Linked DNA regions of Mus musculus: all the other regions are linked to region 2. The links are chromatin contacts, called in public promoter capture Hi-C maps. All regions are on one chromosome and are shown on one strand. The core of a region is the stretch at or near the end of the contact, and the rest is flanking DNA. Distances in the headings are between cores, read along the strand shown. Region 1 holds the start of Rsbn1 (rosbin, round spermatid basic protein 1). Region 2 holds the start of Wnt2b (wingless-type MMTV integration site family, member 2B). Region 3 holds the start of Hipk1 (homeodomain interacting protein kinase 1).

The links. Promoter capture Hi-C pulls out the DNA fragments that hold promoters and counts their contacts.
Region 1: a contact with region 2 is called in a promoter capture Hi-C map of second pharyngeal arch cranial neural crest. The contact joins the promoter of Rsbn1 here to the promoter of Wnt2b in region 2. A contact is called at or near these places in 4 of 39 promoter capture datasets (cranial neural crest, liver, maxillary cranial neural crest and 1 more).
Region 3: a promoter capture Hi-C map of cranial neural crest shows a contact between it and region 2. The contact joins the promoter of Hipk1 here to the promoter of Wnt2b in region 2. A contact is called at or near these places in 2 of 39 promoter capture datasets (cranial neural crest and hippocampal neurons).

What each region holds. Positions count from the first base shown.
Region 1 is chr3:103,912,661-103,915,441 of GRCm38.p6, reverse strand. It overlaps Rsbn1 (rosbin, round spermatid basic protein 1), which reads right to left and starts at 1,322. Exons shown (of 8, transcript NM_001356556.1): 1 at 289-1,322. The coding sequence starts at 991.
Region 2 is chr3:104,960,408-104,963,355 of GRCm38.p6, reverse strand. It overlaps Wnt2b (wingless-type MMTV integration site family, member 2B), which reads left to right and starts at 1,647. Exons shown (of 5, transcript NM_009520.3): 1 at 1,647-2,059. The coding sequence starts at 1,884.
Region 3 is chr3:103,789,873-103,792,572 of GRCm38.p6, reverse strand. It overlaps Hipk1 (homeodomain interacting protein kinase 1), which reads left to right and starts at 1,298. Exons shown (of 16, transcript NM_010432.2): 1 at 1,298-1,578.

The DNA of each region.
Region 1 (2,781 bases), core at 73-2,572, 1.0 Mb after region 2:
TTAGTACCCCACCTACTAATCCGATGCCAAGCACTGCGCGGCGCGGAAACCCTGCCGAATTTGAAAATAAATGTTGCAAAGGCTCCGGGGGAACTGCAAACAGGGATGGAAACTGACAGCTCGGCCTCAGAGAGAAGCCTCAAGTAGGTCAAACTGTGGCAACCGCCTGCAATCCCGAGTCCACTCCAGTGGGCTCAGGGGAGTAGAGCGGCGTCTTTCAGTCCTAAAGGGGCGGGATATGGGCACTGAGACCTACAGCCCGAGCCCCAGCGGTTCGCCTGCTCTCACCTCTCTTGGGGGCCTTGATCAGAGGCACCCCTCCGCTCCTTTCGCCGTTTTCCTGCTTGTCCTTGTGCTTGAGATCGCCCGGAACGCAGGCGCCGGGGTCACCATCGGAGCCGCGGTGGTGATGGTGCTTGTGCCGCTCCTTGTGGCCCTTATGCTTGGGCCCGGCCGCGCTCACCGTCAGAGGCGAGAAGGTGAAGAGGGCCGAGGTGCCCGGGGCCGGGAGCGGGGCAGCGACAGTGGGCCCGGCGGGTGCCAGCGACGGTGGCGGCGGAGGCGGCAGGAGCAGAGGTTCAACAGGGCCCGGGACGGTTGGGGCGGCATTCGTTGGAGGCAGCGGCCCGGGATGTTGGCGGCTACGACGCCGCCGATGAGGGGGAGCGAGAGGGGGGTCCTGGCTCGGCCGCCCCCGCTTCTCCTGAGAACCCCCGCTGCTCGCCCGGCGCTGCCGCTTCACTCCCCGCGGCGAAACCCCAACATGGGGTTTCTCCTTCCCTTCTTTGTCCGGCTCCTCCTGCGCCGCCACCGCCCGTACTACGCGAACCGCTCCGACCTGCGCAGCCATTTCACCCACAAACACACATTTAAATGGCCCGACCGCCCCCCCGTCCGCGGTTCGCGCAAGCGCTGCCCGCGCATGGCCCGCTGGGCATTGGAGTCTCTCCCCCACCCTCCACTGATCGGTCGTTCTCGTAGACCTGAACATGCCGGAAACGGCAGTTCCGACACCTCTCCGCAGACCTCGCCAACCGAGCTTCTATTGTAAAGCACCCTGGACGCGCAAGGCCTTGCGGGAGTTGTAGTTCCACCGCCCTTCGCGTTCTTCCCCCTCCCCCTCCGCCCCCACTTTGCTCTCTGAGTGGAGGAGCGGAGGGGAGCGTGCGCCTAGGCACGCTTCGGGGTGCCACGCAACTGCCGCCCTCCGGCGAGTTGCCGCCAACCGCCCTAACCGCCCAAACAATGTTAATAGCTTTCAGAGTCTCGCCGTGTGTTCAGGCGCTCCACTTCCAGTGTTCCTCCTTCATCTTGCCCGGAGGTGGTCTCCATAGTGACTTTTCAATTTCGTATTTCTCCCCATAGCCTTTGTGAGGTAAAAGAATCTCCAGTTTACCCTTGACAAACCAGGAGGAAAAGAATTTCGGAATATGTAAAACGACGGTTTCGCTGTAGAACATTGTAAAGCTGCTATTCAGAAAAGAAAAAAAAAATTTTTTTGAAGCATTTCCTATAGCACTGCTGTGGCGACCGCTGCAGGCTCAAGGCAGGTGCAAATGTTGCCTTAGGCGTTCCCTGAGCGCAGCTCCGCCTTGCCAGAGTCACTTTTCCCTCCAATTCTTGGAAAGGTAGAATCCAGCATTTTTGTTGAACATACAGCTATAGTTAACAACAAAAAAAAATGTCTCGATAGAAATTTTTAATTTTTTTTCAACCCATACATATAAATTTGCAAATGTGAAAAGCGCTGTCAACCTGACACTGTTCGCCAGGAGATGGTGTTTACTCAGAAATCCGTTTTGAGTTTCATTACTTTAGCTTTTTACCTAGAATTGCATTTAAGTCCTTGAGAAAGCTATTTGGAAATAACCGACTACAATGATGTACTAGGCATATAAAAGACACTGTGGTTTAACACCACTAGTTCCCAGAGAAGTAACTTAGGCTGAGTGAACTTCTGTAATAAAAGTTATCGTTTAAAATAGAGAAGTTCTTGAACACCTACTGGGTATACATTGTACTACAATAAACAAGTAACAATACAGGTCAATTTGCCCTAGCATTTGGGTTTCCCAACAAAAAGTATTAAAGCGCAAATAATACTGTTGCTAGGCTGTATTTTCATAAGTAAAAATATTAAACTGATAGGGAAAGTAAAGCCAACCCTTTACAATAATAAAGAGCCATTAAATTATTTACTGTATAAAACTAGATTTGAAATATAATTTACTTAGAAGAATCCATAGTCATATAGAAATACATTTTCAAATCACCAGTACCTTTAAATGGTTGTGAACATAAATTCGTTTTATGTGGACACGTTTATCTATAGGGCCTTTTCTATGAAGAACACACTATCAAAAAAGAAAGTTAAAGTGCTAACAAAAAGTAACCGCTGTTGATTTTTTTTTCTTGAATTGGTAAGTGAATAACTGGGTAAACATACATACAGTTGGACACCTCATAGCAATACAGAAGTGATCACTGCCGTTATTTGTACATCATCTTTCCTTCTTTTACGCAACAATTGGGGAAATTGAGGAGATACACTCCGTTTAGACATTTAGTCATTTTCACAAGCAGTACTGCAAGCACAAAGGAAGGAGTGCTTTGTTTTCTAACTAAAACCTTTAGTCAGTCGTGATGGAGCACGCTTGCAATAGCAGCGGTCTGCAGCTTGGAGAAGGATCAATAGTTTGAGGCCAGCCTAGGGCTGCATAGCAAAATCTATTTTTTAAAGTTATTTTTAATATTAAGGCAGTGTATAAATTTAGTTGAAGG
Region 2 (2,948 bases), core at 398-2,897:
ATCTGTCTTGCTTAATAAAGTGTAAGCTCCTTGAAGGCAGAAATGCTTTTTTGATGTGTGTGTGTGTGTGTGTGTGTGTGTGTGTGTGTGTGTGTGTGTGTGTGTGTTTTCCTGGAGCCAAGCACGACTCTATCAGATGAAAGAAAATAATGTTTGTGGAATTGGCACATCTACTTTGCCTCTTACCACAGAAACTGCAGGCAGAGGACTGAGTTGAGGGGAGAGAGGATGAACGCCCCTCTGAATTGTTCTCTCTTCTCTGTCTCTGAGATGTCTGCAGCCAGCTGTACCCTGTCCTTCACACTCTGGCATCTCTAACACCCCCACCAAACACGGACTGACAGTGAGTTTGGGGTTAAGGTGGGTGGGCAGTGGCCAGCGTGATGTTTACATCAGAACTATATAGTTTAGATAAAATCACGAGGAGAGGCATGAAAAACAACCTGGGAATGGGAGGCTGGGCAGGAGAAACTGAGGCTGAAGGAGTTAGGCCAGACCTCAGAGGAAGTCTCCAGTTGAAAGGCTCCATCTGGGCTTTAAAGAACTTTTGTGTTTCAGTAAGGATCATTGTGCCCCTATGGAGCTTCAACTTCACACATAGGGAAGTGAGAGCCCGTTGGGGGTCGGGGGTGGGGCATACAAAAGGAGCAAGGTATCCTTTCAACCCTCTTCCCAACTACCCTACCCCACCTCCCCGACTCTGCGGGACTGAGGGACCAGTGGAGAGGAAGAAGGGTGGAAAGGGAGGGGGGAGAAAAGGCACCAGGGCTTCCACCCTCTCCGCAGGACCCCCACCCCGGCCTCTGGTGCGGGAAAGCAGCCCAGCTGTTTCTGATTCTTTCCCAGTCGCAGCTCCGCCCGAGGGGGTGGGGGACGGAGATACTGGGAGAGACCGAGCTCTGCCGAGCCCTGGCCAGCCGTCAGGGCACCGGCAGGCGGCTGCGTCCCGCCCGCAGGTGTGTTTCTTGGGTGGCTGCGCTGCCCTGAGTTGGGGAAAGCACCAAGGTGGACAAGACTCTCAACGACGGGCGGGACGAGAGTGGGTGGGAGAAGCGGTGGGCGGGGTGGAGGGAACGTTGAGTCCTTCTTGAGAGGGTCCGCCGCCCGAGGCCGGTTGCCTACGGTGGTACCCCTGAGGGCAGTGTGGCCAAAGGAGTCCCACTATCCCGCAACTCTTGCTGGCCGGGTGTCTACCAGTTTCCTAGAAGCGCAAGGATGGGAGGACCAAGAGAAAGTGCATCTTCTGTACTTAAAGAACTGGAAGTGTCCGCAACCCTCTCCACGTCTCTCCCTCGCCACACACACCGTGTGCTCCTTGCCATCAAACGCAGTGGTCCGCGTTGCTGAGTGAAGGGCGCTAGGACCCGGTGGCGTGGCGTGGCGTCGGTAGGGACAGGGGGCTGCAGGCAGGGAAGAGCCCCGTCGCGGGTGGCCAGAGCAGGTGGGGACGCGGCGCGGTGGCGCCCCGTAGAACGGAGGGGAGGAGGCGGCCGCCACACCTAGGGCGCCGGGGAGCACCCGGGCTGGCGCGGGCGGAGCCGCGCTGAAGGCCGCGCGTGTCCCCGGCCCCGCCCCGCCCCGTCCAATGAGAGCTGCGGCCGCAGGGGCTGTCGGCGCGCTCTGGCCCCCGCCGCACTCCGCGCCCCGGAGCCACTGACACCGCACCCGACCGCCCACACCCGGCTCAGCGCTCGTCGGTCTCCTGGCCCTGCACGCTCTTGGGAACCCTGCGTCTGGCTCCCGGGCTCCACGTGCCTTGAGGTCCTCGGTCGCCCATGGTCCCCATGGCCACTCTGTGGGGCGATCTAGGAGACGCCTGAGGAAGCCCAGACAGTGCCCGTCCACGGCCCTGCGGGCTTCGGGGCGGGAGTCTGCGGGGAGCTATGCTGAAGCTGCAGGGTGAGGATGAAGCCGCGCAGCTCGCCCCTCGGCGTGCCCGCGTCCCCGTGCCCAGACCCACGGCCCCCGACGTGTCCCCATCTTCCGCCCGCCTGGGTCTTGCCTGCCTGCTGCTGCTGCTACTCCTGACTCTGCCGGCCCGTGTAGACACGTCCTGGTGGTAAGTATGGTTCTGGGGTTGGTAGGCTTACTGGAACGAGTGCATTGCTCTGGGCATCGGCTGCTTAGGCACCAGAATTGCCTAGGAGGAATTAGAGGAAGGACACAGTCCCAGAAGTTTCCAGTGGCCAGTGAGGAGTTGGAGAAAATGAGGCGCTGGAGAGGAGAGCCCTGGGCATCTGGAAGGAGGGAGCTGATGGTTGAAGTCCCCTAGGCTGCCCCATTGTGCCCCTTGGTATTTCTACTGAAACCTCTACCGCAGAAGCTACTTGGTGATTCTCTCTCAGGGTGGGAACTAGTCGCCTCTCCACATCCTGCAGTGTCTGTTTGGCATGGTCATGGTCTTCAAAAAACCTTACACCACCTAAGAGCCCTTGGAGACACGAGTAGGGGGGGCAGCTGGCTGTCCCCCACATCCCTCTGCTAGTCTAGCCCACACAACGAGCCAGTAGCATCCACGGAAAGGCTTAGAAGTGAAATTGAGGCACAAACTTCCCCTAATGCCCACAACCGAAACAAATTAAATCCTTGGGGTTGCATAACGCAGGCGTTTGTCACCAGCCTTGGCTTTGAGGGTGTAATTTGGAACACCGATGCCCCCTTTTGCTTTCCTGTCCCAGATAACATAACCTCCCGCCTTTCCTCCCCAAGCCCCAGGGGCTTCTAGAGTCTCAAGAGTTGTGAGACCCTCTCTTCAGATCTCTTCCTGCAGGCCTTAATCTTCAGACACTTCCAAAGGGCAGATGAGGCAAAAGGCGTCCAGGATCCACCGGATGCCTGCTGTGTTCTTTGTAGAATTCCCGACCCGGCCCCAGGACTCCTTCATCCCCCTTTGGATACGCATCCTCTTTCCAGGAAGGGCAAGGAGGGTAGAATCGGACTGCAAAAAG
Region 3 (2,700 bases), core at 49-2,548, 1.2 Mb after region 2:
GTGAAGATCCAAAGAAATCATGGATGTATGAGTGAGGACTGAAAAATATAACTGATAGAAAGGCCTCTCCTAGACCTGCTCTCTGCTCACAGGACACAGGTAAAAATCTATGGTGGTGGATAGTCAGTTAGGGGTTCAGACTGTTCTTGTAAGAAAGAACACATTTTCCATCTCCTCCTCTTTCTTTTTTTTTTTTTTTTTTTTTTTTGGTTTTCAGAGACAGGGTTTCTCTGTGTAGCCCTGGCTGTCCTGGAACTCACTCTGTAGACCAGGCTGGCCTCGAACTCAGAAATCCCGCCTGTCTCTGCCTCCCAAGTGCTGGGATTAAAGGCGTGCGCCACCACTGCCCGGCACTCCTCTTTCTTTTAGGTAGGGCCTCTCTATGTAGATCAAGTTGACAAACTCACAAGAGATCCATCTGCCTCTCCTTCCAGAATCTTGGGTTTAAAGGCATGAATCCTGGGTTTAAAGGCACGTACCATCCTACCTTACTCTTATAAATACTCGACTCCAAGAAATGTTTCTCATTTTAAGAACCAACATTTTACAGCGCGGAAGGCATATCAAGTCCCACAGAATCTCTTGAGGCTGAGTTGGCAACTGTCTACTAAGATAACCTAGTTTTCAGGGTCATTTTTCTTAAACATTATGCCAGGTCCACTTTCCGGAATCCACCGCCTTTCTACCCTTCGTGGAGGTAAGACAATTTTTGTTTACTGCATGCATGGAGGAGCTGAGTTCGGATATTTTATTTCCTAACAGATTCTACGGTGGGAGCGCTTCAGCACAGGGAGGCATCTAAATCCCTTATGCTGCCCTGAAATCGACATGGCAGCAAACAATTTAAGTAAAAACTGAGAATTCTAAACCCTCAGAGTCATCCCCAGGTAGTCAATGTCTCCCTGCGCTGCCCAATCGCTGGGATGTGATTGGGATGTTGGGGGAAAATCACACTGGTTTGGGGTGATGTCACACTAGCTGAGATGACATCTAACTGTAAGAAACCCGACCGCCACCAAACGCCGGTTAAACGACCTCGGAGACTGCTGTGCGGAGAGGACTGGGAAACCGGTCCCCACACACTGTCCACGCTGGCTCCCCACGGAGGCCCACCCACACCCGCGGCCCGGGGCAAGATGCAGTGATCTCAGCCCTCCCGCTCCTCCGCACTTCCGCCTCAGTAGGTGTCATGGCGCTAGGTGGCTGAATGGTTCCGGCGAGGCGGGGCCGGCGGGATGGAGGCGGTCGCTCGGGGCTCCACTTGTCGGGTCTGGTGACAACGGCGGCTGCGGAGCGAAGGGCCGGGCCGTGGCCCCGGACCGCAGGGGAGGCCGAGGCGGGAGCGCTCGGCGCTGAGGCGGCGGCGGCGGGAAGGGGCCGGGTGGCAGGGCAGGCGGGAGGCTGGCGAGGCTCCGGCCGCAGGACGGGCGCGGGGACGGCTCCGGGGGGCGGGGGCCGGGGCCGGGGCCGGCTCGTGCGGGGGGTATGATGACCCGGCTGCGGGGCCCCGGATCGCCTCTCCTCCGCCGCCTCCTCGCGGCGGCCCCGACTCGAGGCTGAGAACTACACACACCGGCGGTGAGTCAGGCTCGGCGAGGGGCTGGGGTCGTGGACTTTGGGAGTCGGCGCCCCGAGGTGGGACGGAGCGAGCCGCAGACTCCCTTGGGTAGCCGGCTTGCTTGGGGTGCCTCTCTCGCCAGGCCCCGCGCGGCCCTAGGCGCCTGGTCGCGAGCGGCCAGGCGCGACTGCGTGCCGGAGAAAATGGGCAGCTCCCCCTGCCTCCTGCCTTTCCCTCCAGATCGTGTTGTCCTCAGGTGACAGGGGTCCGTCTGGCATCTCCCCACCGTACAGATCTCCACCCCAACCGCGGACTGCGGTGGCAGGTTCTTGTGCTTGTGCGTGTGCATGTCACCCCACTCCCTGTAGCTGTAGTTTGGGCGTATTGGTGCCTTTGGGGACCGGGAAACCGCATCTAGAGTAAATCGTGGTGGTCGGGCTGGTATGGAAGCTTTTCTGTTCTCTTGGTTCATGTTCTGTAGTCTTTGAGTATGTAATTTGTGATGGTGGTAACGCTGTGTGGGGACCAGCCCACCTATATGTTTATCTCTGCAAGGCAAAGCTAGAGGTCTAAACTTTTGCAGTCCGTCGTCGCCTTTAAAGCCAAGAACAACAAAATCCAAAACATTAAAAGATGGAAACAACCAAAAGCCTTTGGGTAGGACCCACACTATAAACAGCTCTGTAGGGCAGCGTCCCCCTTTTGTGCTTGGCAACCGAGACCTAAAAACTTGGTCTCTAGGAGCGTTGGTCTAACCTCCAGTTTGTTGTGGTGACGAACCGTGAGCAATGGCCTGTGTGTTTATGCTGGGCGCGTTTTCTTTCCTGTTTGGGAATGGGTACTGGAACGGGAAGCCGGAGAGGGGGTGGGGGCAAGCTCCAGTAAGTGAATCTTTTCTCTACATAACCAGTGACTCAGTTGTGGATACTCATAAGATGCGCATTCTTGTCTCTTTGGTGACACTTTGAGAATTCTCAGTAGTGTAGTGCAGCCACAAACAAGAGTTTCAAATGTAGACTCCGTTGCCCCAGTCCGCTCTTTATCTTGTTTCCTAGTAACTGATGAAAACAGCAGCATGGCTTCCTGCTGTAGACGGAGTGGGGTTAAATTAAGTGGCGGATGGCCTCAGCAAAACCTACAAT